Regions from separate parts of the Mus musculus genome. Here all the other regions are linked to region 1. A link is a contact called in public Hi-C and HiChIP or PLAC-seq data. All regions are on one chromosome and are shown on one strand. Each heading gives the region's core, a stretch centred on a gene start, on an enhancer-like site or on the middle of the called end of the contact. The rest is flanking DNA. Distances are from core to core; before and after follow the strand shown. Region 1 holds the start of Dusp4 (dual specificity phosphatase 4). Region 2 has its middle 24 kb from the start of B930018H19Rik. Region 3 has its middle 32 kb from the start of Gm33968.

The links. A called contact is a pair of places that touch in the nucleus more often than the background predicts. HiChIP or PLAC-seq counts read pairs in DNA pulled down with a chosen protein or histone mark.
Region 2: an HNF4G HiChIP or PLAC-seq map of pancreatic cancer cells shows a contact between it and region 1. The contact joins the enhancer-like site here to the promoter of Dusp4 in region 1. A contact is called at or near these places in 5 of 39 promoter capture datasets (the 3T3-L1 cell line, the C10 cell line, hippocampal neurons and 2 more), 4 of 15 datasets of contacts at CTCF or cohesin (CD8 T cells, the NIH/3T3 cell line, large pre-B cells and 1 more), 22 of 484 Hi-C or Micro-C datasets (the 63-12 cell line, B cells, CD8 T cells and 14 more), 34 of 115 datasets of contacts at active chromatin or transcription factors (the 230-238 cell line, CD8 T cells, the HPC-7 cell line and 24 more) and 1 of 9 other capture datasets (embryonic stem cells).
Region 3: a Hi-C map of bone marrow-derived macrophages shows a contact between it and region 1, with 29 read pairs. The contact joins the enhancer-like site here to the promoter of Dusp4 in region 1. A contact is called at or near these places in 5 of 39 promoter capture datasets (cranial neural crest, hippocampal neurons, liver and 1 more), 4 of 15 datasets of contacts at CTCF or cohesin (CD8 T cells, the NIH/3T3 cell line and large pre-B cells), 13 of 484 Hi-C or Micro-C datasets (the C10 cell line, bone marrow-derived macrophages, cerebral cortex and 5 more), 34 of 115 datasets of contacts at active chromatin or transcription factors (the 230-238 cell line, CD8 T cells, SST interneurons and 24 more) and 3 of 9 other capture datasets (adipose tissue, embryonic stem cells and liver).

The regions. Positions count from the first base shown.
Region 1 is chr8:34,806,169-34,808,868 of GRCm38.p6, reverse strand. It overlaps Dusp4 (dual specificity phosphatase 4), which reads right to left and starts at 1,259. Exons shown (of 4, transcript NM_176933.4): 1 at 696-1,259. The coding sequence starts at 1,140.
Region 2 is chr8:34,663,361-34,666,060 of GRCm38.p6, reverse strand. No RefSeq gene overlaps it. Among named protein-coding and RNA genes, the nearest start is that of B930018H19Rik, 24 kb to the right of the region's middle. Within about 2 kb of position 1,405, at least 11 of the 459 cell types and tissues checked have an H3K27ac peak or open chromatin away from gene starts, as enhancers often do. A contact at or near this core is called in pancreatic cancer cells and regulatory T cells, where this site is marked.
Region 3 is chr8:34,550,722-34,553,421 of GRCm38.p6, reverse strand. No RefSeq gene overlaps it. Among named protein-coding and RNA genes, the nearest start is that of Gm33968, 32 kb to the right of the region's middle. Within about 2 kb of position 1,316, at least 1 of the 459 cell types and tissues checked has an H3K27ac peak or open chromatin away from gene starts, as enhancers often do. A contact at or near this core is called in bone marrow-derived macrophages, where this site is marked.

The sequences.
Region 1 (2,700 bases), core at 10-2,509:
CGCGCCGCTGGCAGAGTCGAGAATGATGTGTGAACAAAAGGTGGTAACTCTCTGCTCCCGGGATTAGCAGGAGCAGGCGCGGTTGTGCCTGGTGTCCCCCCACCCCCCCAAATACAGCACTTCAGCCTCCCTTAGACCGGGGCAAGTGGGGGTTGGCCGCCATCCAAGAAAGCTCTGAGTTTAGGCAGCGGGGAAAAAAAGAGATAGCTCCCCAGGTCTGCACCCCAATTCTCCTTTCCTCATTGACCGATGTGTATGAACTCCTGAGACAGCTCCTACCCTAGCATTCACCTTCCTTCACCCCCCTCTAGGGTTCCCGGGGTTATACCGAACCAGGCCTCTCTCGTCCCCGTGGGACCTAAGAGCGCGTTCTCAGTACTTGAAGCTGGGCTGCGCAGAGGAACCGCTGCCAGCATCCAGGCCAGAACCGTTCGCGTAAACAAACACGGAAACTCCAAGACGCGTGCGGATTGCAGGTGATTGGGGAAACGCGCCAGCACGGCCTCCCCGGGACTCAGGCTCCAAACCACAGCAAAACCGTTCACACTGACACGCACAAAGACACGCGAGGAAGGGGACTCCAGCACCCCGTAGTCACTCGGGTACTTTCCTCCCAATGCCCAGCAGGGCTCAGGCCGCCAAGTCCCTTACACTACCTACCCTCCCACCTCGCTCTCCCGGGCACCCACGTTTACCTTTAAGCAGGCAGATGTCCGTGCGCTCCGCGTTCCGGCGCAACGCCTGCACGACCAGCGACACCGTGCTGTCCTCCCGGAGACTCTCGGCGCGCGGGCTGCGCTCGTCGTAGACGATGACAGCCGAGTAGAGGCCAGAGCGCAGGCGGGCACGCACCTCTTCCTCGGCGGGCAGGATCTGCTCCAGGCTCACGGAGCCCTTGGCCCTCCGCCGCACGATGGTATTGCAGCGCACGTTCACCGAGCCTCGGATGTAGCCCGCGCTGTGAGCCAGAAACGGCCTGCAGTCCAGCAGCAGGCACTTGCCGCCGCTCAGCAGCCCCAAGGCGCCGTGGCTGCCGCTGCCGTTGCCGCCCGCGCTGCCGCCGCCGCCGTTCTCATCCCGGTTCATCAGCCTTTTGAGCACGCTGCAGTCCATCTCCCGCAGTTCCTCCATCGTCACCATGTCGCCGGCAAAACGCAGTAAGCTGGGGAGCTAGCTGGAGAAGGCCAAGGGCACCGGAGCCAGCTAGGCTAACAAGAAGGAACCAGGCGAGGGCTAAGAGGGCGCCTGCAGAAGTGACCCGCAAACTTGGCCCCAGGCTCTTCTCCCTCTAACACCCCTGCTTCCACCTCCCGCAGCCTCAACGTTACATAGCAGTCCCAGCCTTCTCTGGCGCCAAAGCTGGCGGGCGCGCGGCACCCGGGGCAAGCGATCGAGCAGGGGAGTGTGTTTACGAGAGAGGGCTCCTCTCGGTTTGTCGCCTCTGGTGTGTTTTGCTAGCTAGGGCTGCTTCTGCCGTGGGCTCCGCCGTTTCCCCCACCGCTGCACCGCCGGAGCTGCACGCACTGCCCCAGCCAGAGTTTCCTCCTCTGGCTTAGAGATTTATTAATGCTCGCCGGCTCTCCCGGGGGAGGGAAGAGTCATTACTACCTCGCCAGGCCCCGCCCCCAACGCAAGCTTCCCGCCCCGCCCCCACCCCGGCTCGTGAATGGAGCGCCGGCCCCCTCGCACCCAGTCACGGGGACTCGACGTCACAAAGAGAGGAGTAAACAGGGCGCTCGGTGCTGGCTGCCAGGCCCATTCATAAAACGGAGACCTAGAGGAAGAAAAGGAGGCAGCCTCCGACCCGCCCGCGAGCCGGCGGCTCGGGGACTTTGTGAATGGAGCCGCGGCGCGGTGCCCTGTCCTTCCTCAGCCCCGGAGCGCGGCGATCCTGGTAGAGATCGTTGCGGGTGGCGACGCGGGGCCTTACTGAGGCCTGGGCTCTCCGTGTGGAGGTCTTCACCCCTGCGCTCCCCCCCACCCCCCCGGCCTCCCCAGTCTTCGAGGTCTCGCTCCTGCAGCTCCGAGAAACCTGACACTGTGCGGCTGCCACCCCGTAGGGCTTGGGGACCTCTCCTCGCCGGACTTAATCTCGTTCTTCGTGCCCGGCCGGTTGTGTTTTGTCTTTGTTTTTTTCCATGCGATTCCCCGGACTTAGTTTATACATTAGCGTGATCGATTTCCATCCCGAGCTATTACATCTGGTTTATAGCTTCCCGCGGAACCTGGGCCAACGCAGATTTAGAAAGATGAAAGGGAAGGCCCTCGCGCCGAAGCCCAATAACAAAAGAGAGGTGGAGGGGTTTGTTACTTTACAACCCAGAGGGGGGCGTTAATTGGCCGAATGCTGTGCCCGTGCAAGAGAATGGGAGGCACTCGGGCCCAAGCTTCCTAAAACCTGCTTTTTTAACCATGGGGGGGGGGGGGGGGAATACCCGGAGGTTTTCCTCTTTGGTGGGAGTCCTCGCTTCCCTCCTCACACGCAACGTCCTCTAAGGAAATGACGGTTAAGGTCTACATTTGGTACGAAGGAAAAGATGCTGAAAAGTGCCCATGGGAAGAATGACCTTTTATAAAAGCAAATGTAATAAGCTAGGAGACGATTCGAGTTTCCGCATCCCTCTTTCCAGGTCACGTAGCATCTGCCACCCCCCATTTTACTTTCGGGGGGGGAGCATTTAATTTCCCAAGGGCTCGATT
Region 2 (2,700 bases), core at 156-2,655, 140 kb after region 1:
GATTATGGGGTGGATCCCTGGATATGGAAGTCTCTACATGGACCATCCTTTCATCTCAGCTCCAAACTTTGTCTCTGTAACTCCTTCCAAGGGTGTTTTGTTCCCACTTCTAAGGAGGGGCATAGTGTCCACACTTCAGTCTTCATTTTTCTTGAGTTTCATGTGTTTAGGAAATTGTATCTTATATCTTGGGTATTCTAGGTTTTGGGCTAATATCCACTTATCAGTGAGTACATATTGTGTGAGTTCCTTCTCTCTCTCTTTTTAACATTTTATTTTTTTAATTTTTTAAAAATATTTTTATTACGTATTTTCCTCAATTACATTTCCAATGCTATCCCAAAAGTCCCCCATACCCTCCCCCCCCCACCCCCCTACCCACCCATTCCCACTTTTTGGCCCTGGCGTTCCCCTGTACTGGGGCATATAAAGTTTGCGTGTCCAATGGGCAACCATTCCTATCTGACCCTTTTCAGAAGAATGCCAAAATGGCTTTTATCTGTTTCCTCCATCGTTTGGGTCTAGCCACGGGTCAGACAATGGTGCATCATCCTACTTGTGGTGCAGGAGGGGAAGGGTGAGAGCAGTGTAGGACTCTTGGTTGTTTGCTGCTCTGAGAGTCAGCATGTTCTTGGACGTATCCAGCAAGGCAGCTGTTTCCAGAGCCCGAAGTCAAGCTGGTGGCATCCTTCTGCCCAGAGGAGGGGTTTCTAGAACTTGTGGATGGCTGGGGGAAACTGAGTCACAGCAGTGGTCAACAAGGTGCCCACTCTGTCACCATTCACTCCTGCCAACTAATCGGATGACCTCAAAATTCAGACTAACATACTCAATATTAGCCACATGATTGATGTAAAGAGTCCATTCATTTGGTTATTAATCTGTTGGTTCCCAAAGAGAACGCCATTCAATAAGCTGGGGGAACTTGTTCTTGGATACTTCCCACATGTCCTGACATATTGACCACCTGTGAGTTTTATTTGCAAGGAACCAAAAACATAAACAAAAACAAGAAAAGACAAACCAACCAATCAAACCACAACAACAACAAACTGGAAGATGCCATTAAGTTAGATGCCCATGCGCGCCCTCACTATCTCTGAATCTGGTTCTCTAGGTCTTGCTGGAACTACTTGTTGCTTGGAAATGGACACAGGTGCCCCGGCGTTGGGGCTTCTGTTAGACTTTAAATGTGACTCTGTAAACACTCATCTCTTCATAAGTACTGTCTCTGTGGAAATGGGGCTTTGCTCATAGACGTCAAATCTGTGAGGCTCCTTTGGAAGGTCCTTTCTAAAAGCAGCAAGATAAGCTAGCTTTCACAGCCCATTGCCTTTAGACATGGTATTCCCCGCAATTCCATTCATGCAGAGTCTATTTTGTGTATACAGCTGCTTCCGTGTCATGGGTTTGCCTTAACCAAATAATATAAACTGGGTTACTTAAACAAGAAGGACTTAGTCATTGTTCTGGAGGCCAGAAGTCTGAAACTAAGATGTGCTTTAGGTTGTCCTCTGATGCCCGTAGGATCCTTCCTTTTGCTTCTGGTTGCTGCTTATGCTGGTGACCTGTGATGGTTGGGGATTTATATGTTTATATTTCCATAATAAGCTAATAAGGTGTGGGCTAATAAGTCAGCTTTCTGGCTCAGTTTACTATCTCATGGTCTATCCTTGAGATTCAGGTAAGAAGCAGCTACCCCCACCCCCCACACTCTCTCCCCAGCCCCTTCCTGCAGTGAACCAAATGAGAAGACTGAAAAAACAGACTTGGTACTCATGTACCAAGATAATAGCGATCAGTCTCTTGAGCCCAAGGCAACAGAAGCTTCTGGGCCTTTCTCAGGCTAACAGCCCAGTTCCACCATGCTGTGTGGTCAAACATGAGAACCACTATTTGTCTTATTTTACATTTCCAACAGGTTATATAATACACAATATATTTCCAGTGTATTATATTTCTAATACACAACTGTGTTACTAATCCCAAATAAGACAAACATGTTATATAAGACAGGAGACACATAAATTATGTAAAGATAAAAGCATATAATGTTATGTAATTAATTTATATAATAGAATTGGAATATTGAATTTCTAATATGTGTGTTTTACATAAGAATCAGCCTGTCCAACAAAGCCTTGTCCCTTGGTTAAACAAACAAAACTTTTCAATGACAGATAACAGAAAAAGGGGGTGGGAATTAAAACGAAGGATAGTTCAACTCTTGTCTTTAATTTAACCATAAGAAAAAACTTGTAAAGAAAAGTGAGAAGATGGTTGGTTTCATAAATAAATGTAGGTATTACTTAAAAGACCCTATCATGGAGATGTCTTAAATCCCTGAAATACTGTCATCAGATCTGAGAAAAATTATCAAATTGAAATCAATCAGCTACTGAAGATATGACAGGTAATGAATCTGGTTCCTTCTCTGGGAGGAAGAGAATCATGAACTTCATTCCATGGATGCAGAAGAGCCTGGGGTGGGAATATTGGGCTCAAGCAAGAACACAATGATGGTTGATGGTTGATGGTGTTTCCTCTGAGGTTGGCTATAGGGAACTAAGCTGAATGAAGGGGTGAGTTATTTCATTAGCTAGGGTGCAAGAAGCAAGAGGACTTGCCCTCGGGGTACATTGCTCAGGTGAGCTGAAAGTCAGGGACAGTGTAATGATCAAGAATGATTCTGGTAGGATT
Region 3 (2,700 bases), core at 67-2,566, 260 kb after region 1:
GGGATCTTAATCTGCTTGTAAACAGCCCACCATGATACCAAAGGAGAAAGCTTCCATCGGACACAGGGATACAGTGTATAACCATCAATCACACAGTTGGACCCACTGGAGATCCGAGGATAAAAAACGCTATTCATTTTCCTTGACATAACATGAAACCAAACAGAGTCCTGAGTCTGGTATGCATTGCCAGGGATCAACTTTACAGGGTCACAGACACCATCAGAAGTCCCCAAGGCCCCTTAAGGCGATTTTTCTAGCATTAGGCATCCTCCACTATGTAGATGTCATGGTGCTATGCCAGTGAGATTGAATATCAACCCATTATTAGAAGATGGAAAGTGAATTCAATACACAAGATCACATGGAGGCTTTGTCTCCCTCCTCCCCTCTCCCCCCTCCCTCTCCCCTTTCTTCTGTTCGTCTCCCTCTCTTTCCTCCCTGTCTTTCTCTCTTAGTGAACCAGTAGGTCTCTGTTGTGAAGGGATTTCAAAGGTTCAGAAGCAGTCACCGTGTGATGTTCAACAAATTTGTTTTTAAAGGAACCATTGATAGAATTAGGGGAATGAATTATTTGGTGTAGATCTTGTCCAGAGAAAGGAACAGTCTCAGGAAGTCAGGATGAATAAAATTGCAATGTGACTCAGGAGGGAGGATTTTTATACATGAATTTGATCTATCTGAACCGAGCAGCAATAAACGGGACTTATAATACTATCGATGGCCAATAAACACAAATGAATGTCAAAAATAATATCACACTCTAGGAACCGACTCAGCCAATTCCCCACTCAGTGAGACAAGTCTTTATTGGTTCATGGGCATAGAAATTGGAATGAGATGGATAAAATACAGGGATGGACTTCTGCAAGTACGATCCTGTTGCCTAGATTCTGGGGAAAAAAAGCCCAAATTTCCTGTCTTTCGAGGAAAAAACTCAAAGCCTCTCCCATTTGTATTGACCAATGAAGAATGTTATTCCGGCAATCTTCCCTGAAGAGTTCTCATGAATTTTTGCATACAACTCAGCCTGAGTTATATATGTAACATGTTTAGTGTATGGGGTTGGAGAGATAGGCCAGCACATAAAAACACTGGCTGCTTTTGCGGAGGACCCAGGTTTGGTTCCCTGGATCTACCTGGTAGCTCACAACTGTGACTCCAGTTTCAGAGACTCTGACATCCTCTTCCAACTGTGAATTGTGCAGAGGAAAGTCTCTCGCTTAAAATTTCCCTTCTCTTATAAGTGATGTGAGAAGCAGTTTCTTAGTTGGGCAGAGAGGATCCCTGGTGGAGAAGAACAGTCCAGTGACTTGAACTTATGCTTACAGGAAATGTGTTTGTCCTCAGATGACTTCCTTGAGGAAGTAGGAGATTATACACACTCCAACAAACAAGCTGACCCACAGATCATGTTAAGAGGGGCACAGACCCCAACGAGGCTTGAGTAATAGAGGGAGAATGTTTTATTCATTTGTGTACCCCTTTTCAGCACTGTGGATCAAACCCGAGGCCTAGTGGGTCCTGAGCAAGTGTGTTACCGAGCTACACTGGAGCCCTTCTGAGTTATTTGAAAGACACACCAAGAAGGAAGGGACAGATGATGTAGGTCACAAACCTGATGTGAGCAGAGGGAGGGGAGCAACCAAACTGTCTGATTCTCACATATACTTTTAAGGTTCTCTTTCCTTACTACTCCTGTGTCACAGAGTCACAGAGGTGAGAAACGAAATCTGAGCAGCCAGGGTTCACAACACAGCTTTCTTTCCCAGAGAGAAACAGCAGGGCAAGCTCCCTTATCAACAGCTGTGGTTTCCCAATTACCTTGATGAGCAGCAAGGGATTTTAGCTAGATCTCTTGGACAAGCAGGCATATACTATCAGAAGGGAGCATCGTTAGTGACCCAGTGAAGAGCTCGTGACTCTTGAGCATCGGAGGTTCAGGACTATCTGTAGACTCTGGGTTTGTTCACTCTTCGGATGCTCAGCGATCCATCCTAACTTCCGTTGCGTAGCTGTTTTGTGAATGTTCTCTGGATTGGGAGCTGCTGACTCATGGCTTTTGCATCGTATGAAGTCATCTATTTTGTTTGTGTTTTCTTATTTTCTAGAGCAGAATTGACAATTACCTACAAACACAGCGAGGACACACCACAACAGTCATGGTGTGTGTGTTTAGTGATTTGCGCTTTAGAAGGTTTGCTTCCACGAACCCTTCAGTTCAGCTACCCATGCATGTGACAAATATTTGCTGAGCACCTACTGAAAGTCAAATATGAATTGAGGCTGAGGGAAGATGAAAAATTGATAAGGTTGAACCTGGGAAGAGCTCATATGTTTAGAGTTAAAGGGAGACATGGCAGCCATGAAGTATCACAAGGACTGTAATAAACTCCTGTGTCAAGAACAATGGTGAAGAACGACATTAATTTTATAGAGGATGTGGAAGGAAATGTGCTAATGACAGTGGTGTGTCTTCCCAGAGGAAGTGGTGCTGAAATAGCAAAGGTGACATGTTTCCAGACAGAAGAACAGGGGTTGACATAAGCAGAGAGCCTTGATCTTCATGCCCCATGTTAGGTAAGGTGGCAGAGAGACACTAGCTCTTGAATCCAATGTAGAAGTAAGAGCCATCTGTTTCTTTAAGAGGCTACCTCCAGACTCTCCGTGGCACAAAGGTTAGTGCTCTTCTTCACCATC